Regions from separate parts of the Zea mays genome. Here region 1 is linked to region 2. A link is a contact called in public Hi-C data. All regions are on one chromosome and are shown on one strand. The core of a region is the stretch at or near the end of the contact, and the rest is flanking DNA. Distances in the headings are between cores, read along the strand shown. Region 1 holds the start of LOC100285952. Region 2 holds the start of LOC103626423.

Region 1 (6,411 bases), core at 2,753-5,252, 230 kb after region 2:
AAATCCGCAGCAATACACACGCACACAAGCCAATACTTGAGCTCAAAATGAAGCACAACGAGTTCACAGCTAAAACAGAGCTCAAATCACTAACACAGTCGATCAAGTGCGCGGAGACGGAGTGTGGAAGACTTAGAACGCTTGAAGTATGCTTGGGTGACTCCTCCATGCGCCTAGGGGTCCCTTTTATAGCCCCAAGGCAGCTAGGAGCCGTTGGAGACCAACAAGGAAGGTAATTCTTGCCTTCTGTCGGGTGGCGCACCGGATAGTCCGGTGCACCACCGAACAGTCACTGTAGCATGTCCGGTGCGGATCTCCTTCCTAATTTGGCACAGCCAACCGTTGCAACTCCGGGCTGGTTGGCGCACTGGACACTGTCCGGTGCACACCGGACAGTCCGGTGCCCCCAGCCGACCGTTGGCGCGGGCCACGCGTCGCCGCGGATTGCGCGACCGACCGTTGCGCTAGCGGCCGTTGGCTCACCGGACAGTCTGGTGCACCACCGGACTGTCCGGTGAATTTTAGCCGTACGCCGCCGTCGAGTCCCGAGAGCGGCCGGTTCATCTTGGACTCGTCTGGCGCACCGGACACTGTCCGGTGCACCACCGGACAGTCCGGTGCACCCAGACCGAGCAGCAGTTGGCTGTACACAGCCAACTCTTTCCCAATCTATTTTCTCCTGTTTCTAGCACTTAGACACAATACATTAATACCCAAATCAACGTACTAAGTCTAGAAACGTACCTTGTTACATGATTTGCACTTCTTCAATCTTTGGCACAATTTAACACTTAGAGAATATGTGTTGGGCACTTAATCACCAAAACAATATAGAAATGGCCCAAGGGCACATTTCCCTTTCAGTATCATCACCTGAAAAGTTATAACAAATGCAACACATTGTACGGGAGGATGTATGTAGAATACAATCCATAAAAAATGTTTCCGAAAAACACATGCAATATCCATCACTATAACTTTGTTTGCCCATGATAGAAATTATATGGATATCTCTATAATTTGGTAAGATAAAATTAGGATAGATCAACACATCCTTGATACTTCCATTACCAAAAGGGACTTGATATTAACATATCATGATATCACATGAAGCGATTGTCAAAATATTCTTTCCTTTATCCAAAGGAATATGAGAATATTTTGTTTCCCCATATATAGAGTTTGTGGTTCAATTCTCCACATTGCATGTTTCTTCCTTAATTAGAAGAATCCCTATACAAGTTTGCACAACTCAAATCAATGAGTCTTCAACTCCCTTGATGAGTTGGTTCAACTCGAATCGATGAGCTTGTTCAACTCAAATCACACGAGTGATCAACTCCAATCGATGAGTTTGTTTAACTCAAATTCATATGAGTTTTTACACTCAAATCACATGAGTGTGTTCAACTCACATCGCATGAGTTGAACCTATCACAACATCATTATGAGATTATACCAAATCTCATGCATCATTTAAATATCCATCAAAAGCAAATCATCTAACAAAGTGGTCTTCTCTTAGAAAATGAAGTGTTGTTACATGATTAGTCCAAATCACGATTTACACAACTAACCACTGTTATCATGTCAGATGGAAGATTGAAGTACACTTCATATCTTAGCTTTCATGAGTAATATGCATCTATTGGGATTTCATAAGTTCTTTTCATAAGAACAGTAAGAGAAAGAGAGCATCTCATTTCCTCCAAATTGAAGAGGTGAATTCCCATATCATGCAAAAATGAAATGAACATATCCAATGAACATTAAGGATAATTAAGCCCATCAGGCGAGTTCATCAAACTCTATTAAATTATTATCCTTCAAATGGCTTAACCATTTTATCTTGTCGCAAAATATATCATATATTCATATGTTGGAGAAATTCTGGTATCACTTAAAGTGTACCAACAGATTTTTGAAAAATTGGTGGACACAACGTAGATAATCTCCATGTCATGAAATAATGGAGTAGATCTCCCAGTAGTGGGCAAAACTTTTGTTGCCTGAAAGTATGGTCTCAGGGCTGATATATTCAAAGAACATACCGCAACCAATGCTTAGGACTCCACTACCCTGTGCTTGACCAAAATTTCAAAAATAAAATGGTAATCACCATAAAGGTGAATAACCAACATCACATCTCCAACATATCTACTTGGGAAAACACATATAGGTAATCATCACCATCTTTATGATGTAGACCTCTTATTGATGGGCAAATAACCTTTTGCTGTCTAAAAGCTTGTCTCAGGGCAAATAAATTCCAAGAACTTATTGCGGCCAAAGCCTAGATCTCCATCATGTGTTGAATAATCCCAAGTTAAATATATATGTATCATATTTTGCAAGAATTCATCATTTAATTAAGTAGTACTTAATTAAAAGAATTCTTTTAGTTGTCATTATGACTGCAGCGTCTAGCCTGGCTCCATAGCCCGCGACGCCTGCGTGGTCCGTGATCTTTTTGGGTAGCACATATAGGTAATCATCTCGAAAGATGTAGATCTCATAGTGATAGGCATTTCAAATGCGGCCTAAAACACGGTCTCTGGGCTACTAAACTTTATAAAGAATTTAGCGCAGCCAGTGCTTAGGACTCCATCACCCTATGCCTTTTCAAAAAATGCAACCTTATTTTGCATGACGACCGTTAAGTTTCGACTTAAAAATGTGCTATGTTTTAATGCTTACAGAATTGTTGTAGATCCATAGTGCTAGACAAGACACACCATCAATCAAAGCAAGAAATGATGCCTAGAGTAGCAACAGATAAAGCGTTCACGGACATCATCGCCATGTCGTCCTGTCTGAACAGATCAAAATTGCCTGAAACCGATCTCTCATTCTTCTGTGATCTCGCGAGCACAATGCTGATAATGTGTTAGAGCGCAGTGGTAACGAGACTGAGAGATAGTACAAATGACAGTTATCTTCCTTTATTGCAGAGAGGATTCTCTTATACAAGTCTAAACAGTATCTCCTAAGGGGTGTGTCCCTTGGAAATAACCGTTAGGGAGAAAGGATTTATCACGAGTACACAATATATTGTAACAATTCCGTCACCTTCGTTTCTTCTCCCATATGATTATCCTGAAGAGTATATCCATCGAACTTGTGTTACTTTTTTTATGCCATGAAGCAATCGAAAATAAATCACCAACATATATGCCCTAATAATAACTCGCCGCTCATCCGATCCGGGCGACTGCTGACCGAGCCCGGTGATTAGGCTATCCGCAGTGGTGACGGTAAAACTCAACCTCAAATATTTACAGTATCATATAGCGCTCAGAGTTGCTACAACGGGTGACTGAAAAGAGCACTGTAAGTTTTCCGAACCCCACAGTCAGCGCACGTTTCCCCCCAACTGCATAATCTCTCTCCTATTTCCATTGGTTGGCTGACAGTTGAGTGTGGGTTGAGTGGGGACAGGAGAGATGAAAAAATAGAATATATGGTAGTTGGTATAGGGTAGAGATTTAGAGTAAATATGATTGCGGAAGATTGTAGAATAGAGTAGAGAATCTCGCTGACCAGGTCCTTTTACAGCCAGCAGGTTCGGTTCTCGCTGTCACGCACGCTCCCAACCAAAGCCTGTGACGCGGCACATTCGGTCTCTCTTTCTGCACATGCTGTGGCCTGTGGGATGTCTGAGACATCCATTCATCCGGGCAACGGTGCAAGTTGAGCGATCCATTCATCCACGACGACGCGGTTGCAGCCACAGCTGGCCATGGCCTGGTGGAGTAGGCGATGCTCTCGCCTCCTGCAACAAGCAACGCGTGGCCAGCAGCCCATTAGCTTATATGACTGATTTGGCAAAGCTTATTATTAGCTTATATAAGGTGCTAAAATAACTGTTTTTATATATTATCAAGCAGGGGAGCCACTCACGATGACGTCACTGTTTTATCTAGATTTTTCTTTTCTCTACAAATTAGAAGAAAGCCGTCCATCCAATCCCAACTGGTATAACAAGATCCCGCTCATTCCCATCACGCCCATCATTTTCCGTTCTTCAATCCGTCAATCCAGTCCCCATCCCCACGGCGCCGACGACTCGGGGGCTTCCCCCCTTGGACTTGGCCCGGGTGGGAGTAGCACGTCGGGGAAGGGAAGCAAGCGTCCGCGAGTAAGGACAGAAAACCGAAGGGAGGAGTGGAGAGGAGGAGCTTGCTTGGAGCGGGTGGACGTGTGGTGTGTATATAGTTAAGCGGGCGGGCGGGCGGGCAGCCAATGCCGTCGGGCGCGCAGGGCTAGGAGCATGGGCGGAGGGGGCGCGATCGTGCACGGCTTCCGCCGCTGGTTCCACCGCCGGAGCGAAGGCTCCACCTCCAACTCCAACCAGTCGTCCCTCGCCGGCGAGGGGGAAGCGGACGACGGCTCATCCGATCTCGAGGTCATCGAGGACCCGGATCTCCTCGGCCTCCGCGCCATCCGCGTGCCCAAGCGCAAGATGCCGCTGCCCGTCGAGAGCCACAGGAAGGTGAGCGACCGACTGGACCCGCCTCCGTTGCCTTGCCTTGCTCGCTCGCTCGCTTCTGTGGACTGTGGACTGGGTGGGGGCGGGCGGACGACTCTGCCTTCCTCCTGCTGCTCCTTGACCCGCGGGTCACGGGAAATCTCTTGCCAAGGTCGGATTTTCTTGGGATCTGGCTGCTCGCGTGCCGTGCAATTTCTTGCCATGTAGTAGGACTGTAGCTGTAGGAGGGCAGGAGAGTGACTGCCTCGTTTCCTTCCGCGTATGCATTGGGGAGCTGTGCGGGTGATGCTTTTCTATTTTCGATCTGATCGGTGCTGCCTTTACTCCGATTTCCCAGCTTATGAAATAATCGTATATATATGCTCCTACTTACTGTAATAGTAGTATGGTGCTCTCGTCTTGCGCCGTCAAACTTCAGTTATTAGCTCTATATCTCGGCAATTGCTGGCATCGTCCGCGTTATACTGATCCTGTGGGGAAATCTTCTCTAAGTTGCCCACTTGTGTTTTTGATAATCTGATCAGCTGACCAGGGCACCGGCTCGGCTTCAATGAGGTAGACTTGATCTGCACCTGTACCTCCAGTTTTCCTTTGCCTGTTGCTGTTAGGGATTCGACTAGCTCAATGAGAAAAAGTCTTGTCCTCGCGTGTGTTCCTACTGAATTAGCTGACCGCGTCTTTAGTGAAAAGTCAATTTTTAGTTGGTCGGTCATGGCCCAGGGGAAAGATCCTAGCTTTATAAACTTGTAGATGCATGTCATGCGGCCATTCCATTTGATTTGCTGACGAACATCTCTCAGCGATAGGATACACTACTGTTCAGTTAGCCATAGGTTGTTTCACTACAGGTATTTTGTAACAAGTCATTCCTTGGATACTCATCATTCTGTATATCTCTGGTTAACTTCAATATGTACTTGAAATTGCGGTCTTACAGAACTCAGTAGAAATGGAGTTCTTCACAGAGTACGGAGAGGCAAGCCAGTACCAGATCCAAGAAGTCATTGGTAAAGGGAGCTACGGAGTAGTTGCTGCAGCTGTGGACACCCGCACCGGTGAGCGGGTTGCTATCAAGAAGATCAATGATGTGTTTGAGCACGTCTCGGATGCCACACGCATACTGCGGGAGATCAAGCTCCTCCGGTTGCTTCGTCACCCAGACATAGTCGAGATTAAGCACATCATGCTCCCTCCTTCTCGGAGGGAGTTCCAAGACATCTATGTTGTTTTTGAGCTCATGGAGTCGGATCTCCATCAAGTGATCAGGGCGAATGATGACCTCACCCCTGAACATCACCAGTTTTTCCTGTACCAACTTCTTCGAGCTCTCAAGTACATACATGCCGGTAAGTATATTAGCTAGTACCAACCACATGGTACCTATCCCATGTACCAAGGCAGTTTATATATTTGTCAGACTGTTGTGGTTCATCTGCTCATGGTTATCTAGTTTGTTGTTATGATATATTATGATAATGTGCTCCTTGCGGTCTATATTGGTGCAGCTAATGTATTCCATCGTGATCTAAAGCCCAAGAATATACTGGCTAACTCGGACTGCAAACTGAAAATATGTGACTTTGGACTTGCCCGTGCATCATTCAATGATGCCCCTTCAGCTATATTTTGGACAGTAAGACGCTTGCCATTTTATGGAAGCATTCATGTTCCACTTTCCCGTTTTTAATGTGCTTCTGCTTTTCTGTTTGAAGGACTATGTGGCAACAAGGTGGTACCGGGCACCTGAACTATGTGGTTCCTTTTTCTCCAAAGTAATGTCTCCTTCTCTTGAATGACATCAAAGTTAATATTGTTAGAGCACTATGTATGCACGTGCATATTGAAGTTCCTAATGCATGAAGTGGTCAATTGTGTAGTGCATCATATTTCCCTTGTAGTGAATATTCTTGTAGTATACTCCT
Region 2 (6,242 bases), core at 2,199-4,698:
TTCATACATTTGGAAAGTGCCTCTTCATCGTCACGAGAACACATTGCTGCCAACAAAGAGGAATAACCCTGGAACAGTGAGTTTGGGATAGGTGAGAAATTCTTAAAATAATAGAGCTCTGAATTTAAACTCTTACCGGTAAGAGGGACTTGAAGTTCATTCAGTATGTGATGGAACAGATCAGGGTTTGCTGAAGTGCCTGGTGCCATATTGTTAAGATTAACCTCCACCAACACCAAATCAAGGTCCGCTGCTTTAGCAGCCCCACATTTAATGAAATCCAGGGCCGCTTCTGCTGTTTGGAAGGAAACAACTACGCAACAATAAAGGTAATAAGATTAAAATACTTGGAAATTTCATACCACAGTGTATTTATCACTGTTCTACACTTAATGGACCGTGCACTTGACAAATAGGCCCAACACATAATTTTTAATTAGACTCCTAAGGAAAACTTTCATGGTGAGAAATTCCAGCGAAGCAGAAGGAACCAATAAACAACTTTCAACAAACAGGATCTCCTCTCAGTGTTCCAAATGATGGATCTATTCCAGCGTGGTTTTTTAATGTTCTTTGATATGAGCCTGTCGAAATTAGTAAAGCTAGTAAAAATCCAATTAACAAATGTATCCACACCTCCACTTTTGAGTCCACATAATCCTCTACCGTACACCCAATCTTAAGCTACACGACAAAATGGAATATTCAGATATTGGAATCTAAAGCGTCATACCATACACCAAAACATATGATACGTTACAAAATGATACGTTCAGAAACTGAATTTAAAGTGTCATACTGTATAATCAAGCATATGATACACGACAAAATGGAATATTCAGAGATTGGAATCTAAAGCACCATACCATAAAGGCATAAACCCAAACGTATGATATACGACAAAATGGAATACTCAGAAATTGGAATCCAAAGCGTCATACCAATGTTTTCAAGTCGTCCGATTTATCGCGATTAGTCGCGATTAATCGTCCAAGTCGGTTTGAACCAATCACGATTAATCGTCCTTGTCGGTCAGCCAGAACGACCAGCAAGTCGTTCGACTTAAAAACATTGTGTCATACTGTATGCCCAAACTTATGATATACGACAAAATGGAATCCTCAGAAATTGGAATCCAATGCATCCTACTGTACTCCCAAACTTATTATATACGACAAAATGGAATATCCAGAAATCAGAATCTAAAACGTCACGTCGTCACATAGTGCACCCAAACTTACTATACGCGACAAAATGGAATATTCAGATATTGGAATCTAAAGTGTCATATCATATACCCAAACTTATGATATACAACAAGTGTAATATTATGATAACCGCAGATCAGAATCCAAGTAAGCACTCACAAATAGGAAAAGACACCAAACATCCTTGAAACAAAATATGCTACAGAAGCCCCTTGAATATCATATAGTAGGTGTAGATTGATTTTTAGGGCAGAGGATCTGAATTCCTCTACTTCTTTGTCAAGAGAAGGAATACTTTAAGTATTGTCAAAATAGATCTAGGTCAACATGTTTTCACCCCATCAGCTTCAGAATTCATACAGACTGCAAATATGATACCACAACTAACATATATAGAAATTCTTTTCCAGGGAAAATAATAGGGATGAGTTAATTTGATATACAGGTTCTCAGTTTTAAAGATTTCAGATTGCTTGAAATGAATACTGTGCCTGTTGACTTCCTTTTTCCCTCTAGAACACACTTCATTTTTTTAGAAAAAAATGCAGAAAGGAAGAGGGGTTCCAAAATGGAATGGTTCAAGATCCGCATGCACCTCTGAAGTTGAACTTTGCAAGCGTCTCAGAGATGGTCGACAAGGACGCTGGGTCACCATCAAGAACCAGCGCTGAAAGCCTTTCCATCATTCTGTCATCAAGGTATTTTGACGACAAACTTTGAGTATTTGTTAAGGATGTATAATCTGGTTCTGGTGTGAGACCTTCGTAGTGGGTCAGAGGTAAGCACTCTTTATATAATATATAAATGAAGAAAAAGACAGGGCTTTAAAATGTGTGGAATCGCTTGTTTCAATGGTAAGTTGACCTGTATTTGGACTGATGCACAACTGCACAAAGAAGTTAGTAAAGCCAAGAGATATGGTAACTCAAGCAATACATCAGCATCCAAAGTCAAAACTATTTTTCTATGCAAAAGCTTGCAACCATGTTGCTTTCAGGGTGCCATACTCTCTGAGCTATGGAGTATTCGTTTTCAAGAAAAAAAACTAGTGGGAAACTGGTAAAATATTAACATGCAAACCTCTACCGTTCTATTTATTCCTCTTTGTTTGCGATTTGTAGCATCAAATTTGACATGCTAATGCAATTACAGGAACCACTAAGTACCAAACTATGATGGCAGTAATTGCCACAGCACATGGTTTTAGCAATGTCCGTGGGAATCTGTTGACAAAATGACATGCAGAAAATGGGGGACAAAAGACAACAACATCGCATTAAATGAAGCCGCGGCCATTTCGGTGCCATTAGTATAATAATAATACAGTAGACCCCTGGGAAACGAATATATGTCATACCATATCTATGGGCAGTCCAAAATGGCATTGAAATCTACTTTTTTTTTGCTCCCTCCAAAACCGCCCTGTTTCATTTCTCTATGAAACCAGGAGAGGGAAAAAGTAAATGCCAGTCCTTGAGGGCGATGTCTTTACTAGTTCTAGGGAGATTTACGCCCAGAAGACCACAACCAATCTGTGATTCCCAGTTCCATTTTGGTAAAAGTCTCGCGATGACATTATATACTTAAACTAGCTCTGAGAAGATTCAATTCTATTTCGTACATTTCAGCAATTCCTGGTTCCTGCTACAGTAATATTTTGGAGCTGGCCCCCCTTATGGTGCAATGCAATCTCCAGGCCCGTTCTCTGATTGTATATGTATATACCATATCATACTAGCAACAACCTGCATTCATCAGTCGGTCATAGCAGCCGGCAAGCCTCGGGTGCCAAAAGAAGAAGAAACGATGAAAAAATATCAATGCTAAATGAACTCAGTAATCCACGAAAAATTAACGAGCGGCGTACGAAGTGGAAACGCACATGGTAGAAAGTACCGCAAAAACCGCTAAGCTAAACTGCGGCGCCGCGTAATCATAGACTAAGGGTTTATCCACCTGCAGACGCTCACTGCTTGGACTGGAACTCAAAAAAAGAAAAATAGAGCAGTCCTTAGGCGCACAAACCGACAACCGGACACCGGCGGCACCGGTGACGCAACCCCGAGACCGCGAGGCCTGCCTGCGCCCGGGGCGGAGGCACCGCCCACGCGGGAGGCGTGCCCGCCTCCGCGTCCAAAGCGCGGGCTGCGCCGTCTATCGCCACGCCGCCCCCGCCATTTGTCGACAGGCGGACGGAAAGAGCTCGGGATGGGCCTAAACCCAACCAAACCCGTTACTCCGTCAGATCGCGCCGTGGGCCGTGGGGATTGGGGGGAGAAAGGAAGGCCATGCGAGTGGGCCTAGACGGTGGGCCCAGAGTGCCGCCGAATATTGTAACTTTTTCGTGTTTATATATTTATAACTCGAATATTTCAAAAATACAGCCTGATTTGAAAAAATATCTAGACCCCGTTTAGTTGGAGGGACTAAAGATAGTCCCTCTATTTTAGTCTCATTTAGTCACTAAATTGTCAAACGGTGGGACTAAAATTGGGACTAAATTATTTTAGTCTCTAGTCCCTCAAGGGGTGACTAAAAGGGACTAAACCATATAAATTTCACTTTTGGCCCTATTTTATTTCAGTTGCACTAATGGTGAGAGAATGCTAAGGGATATTTTAGTCCCCTTATGATTTATTTAATATGTTTTGAATAGTTTTAGTCACTAGAACCAAACACGGTAGGGACTAAACTTTAGTCTCCTAACTAAACTTTAGTCTCCTAACTAAACTTTAGTCACTAGACTAAAGGAACCAAACGGGACCCTAATCTAGGTGGCTGCCATCCAAGGCTAGGGCTGAACAAAATATTTGTGACCCGATAGCTTGTTTGGCTTGTGTTTAGCTCGATTTAATCTTGACTCGGCTCGTTTTACTTTTGTCAAAAAAAACTCGGTCGGGGAGGGAAAGACCGCTCTTCCGGTATTATATTAAGAAGAGACCGAAACAATGGTCCCGGCCGAGAAAATCCCCGAACCCTGGCCCCCATCACTAACGGGTTGACGTCAACTGTTCACTCTGCAACGGCCCAACCGGAGGGTGGTGCACAAGACATCGTAACCCGAGAGCGGATGGGGCACAGCGAGGGGATTTTTTTAACCAAGCCTGAAAATTCGCTCACAAGGGGAATCGAACCCAGGACTTGGAGGTGCTACTCGAAAGTCCTTAACCACTAGGCTAGAGGCCCTTTCGCTCGTTTTACTTTTGTCACGATATGAGTTAACATTTTTGCTCGAAGTTAGCTCGATCCAGCTTATTAGCTCAAATGAACTAGCTTTTGTGAGTAAAACACGCCCTCCACCTATGTTGGATGAACTAATAAATGATAAACTATGTTAATTTGGTGTTGAATTGATGTGGTGTGTGAAAATCCGAGTATTGTTATTCTTTTCTAGTGTTAAAATGGTCTAGAATTTATTATCAATGGATTACATCTCTCTATGTGTGTGCGCGCACATCTTTTTGCTCGCGAGCTCGTAAACGAGAAGAGTCGAACTGAGTCTCTGGCTCCGTTCCTTAATGAGTCGAGAAGAGTTGGCTTGATATTTGTTCTATCCAAGGGTAGATACCGAATTATATTATATCACATATCCCTACTACTATTAAGAACGTAAGGTGGGCACCTGTGCTACCACGTCCTCACCCCGCGCTGACACACTGGACCCGCTCCATGCCCCTGCCTCGGTGTCATGCCCTGTTGGCCCCACACTCACCACGCTCTCGACCACTGTCCTATGGACCCCAGCGGCCACGTAGCCACCACCAGACCACATGTACTATTAAGAACGTAAGGTGGACACTTGTGCTACCACAGTGAAAGGGAAATGGCCTCAAACATTTCCTATAATCGATTCTGGTGTTTGACGACCATCACAAACCTTATGGACTAACTAGTTTGCCTAGTTAATATTTCCTCAGATGCATAAAGTTCACATACACATACAAGGAAAATAACCCTTGGGCCAATTATATAAATATGGAGTAAATCAGACTTGCACCAACACGTGGTGCACAGGACTGTCCGGTGCCCAGGCTGGCGCGCCCAGCGAACTGGCCGCTCTCGGGAAAACGCAGCGCTCCTCGGCTAAAAATCATCGGATTGTCCAGTGTGTCACTGGACTGTCCGGTGAGCCCACGAGCGACGGTCGACTCCCACAACAGTCTGAAGCGTCAGAAGGTCAGAGACAGCCTGCGACAGTCAGGTCGCACCGGACTGTCCGGTGTGCCACAAGGTGAGAGCACCTACAGGAGGGGGAATAGGTGATCCTGTAAAAACTTAAAACTTAAAGCCACAAACTTGATTAAGTGTTAGCACAATTTAAATCAAGTGGCTAAGAACTAAGCTCTTGTGAAACACAATAGACACAGAGAGAACAAACACAAGAGACACGATGATTTATCCCGTGGTTCGGCCAAGTATAACACTTGCCTACTCCACGTTGTGGCGTCCTAATGGACGAGAGTTGCACTCAACTCCTCTCAAGTGATCCAATGATCAACTTGAATACCACGATGTTCTTCTTTCTTTACTCTTTCCCGTTTGCGGGGAATCTCCACAATTTGGAGTCTCTCGCCCTTACAATTAGGATCAAAGTGAAAGCACTAGAGTAAGGGAGGGAAGCAACACACACAAATCCACAGCAATACGCACACACACAACCAAGACTTGAGCTCAAATGAATAACACAAGGTTCACCACTAGAACGGAGCTCAAATCACTAAGAATGCCAATCAAGTGCGCAAAGACGGAGTGTGAATGATCAAGAATGCTTAGAGTATGCTTGGTTGTCTCCTCCATGCGCCTAGGGGTCCCTTTTATAGCCCCAAGGCAGCTAGGAGCCGTTGGAGAGCAATCCAGGAAGGCTATCCTTGCCTTCTGTCGGGTGGTGCACCGAACAGTCCGGTGCACCACCGGACACTGTCCGGTGTTGATTTCTTTCCTATTCTGGCGCAGCCGACCGTTGAAGATTTGGAGCCGTTGGCGCACCGGACACTGTCCGGTGCACACCGGACAGTTCGGTGCCCCCATCAGACT

Evidence for each region. A called contact is a pair of places that touch in the nucleus more often than the background predicts.
Region 1: a Hi-C map of ear shows a contact between it and region 2, with 2.1 times the contacts expected there. The contact joins the promoter of LOC100285952 here to the promoter of LOC103626423 in region 2. A contact is called at or near these places in 4 of 25 Hi-C or Micro-C datasets (ear, endosperm, leaf and 1 more).

The regions. Positions count from the first base shown.
Region 1 is chr5:60,870,835-60,877,245 of Zm-B73-REFERENCE-NAM-5.0, forward strand. It overlaps LOC100285952, which reads left to right and starts at 4,003. Exons shown (of 11, transcript NM_001158841.2): 1 at 4,003-4,492; 2 at 5,427-5,835; 3 at 5,995-6,122; 4 at 6,202-6,261. The coding sequence starts at 4,271.
Region 2 is chr5:60,644,469-60,650,710 of Zm-B73-REFERENCE-NAM-5.0, forward strand. LOC103626423 reads right to left here and starts at 3,449. Exons shown (of 10, transcript XM_023300127.2): 1 at 1,804-3,449; 2 at 137-313; 3 at 1-46. The coding sequence starts at 1,894.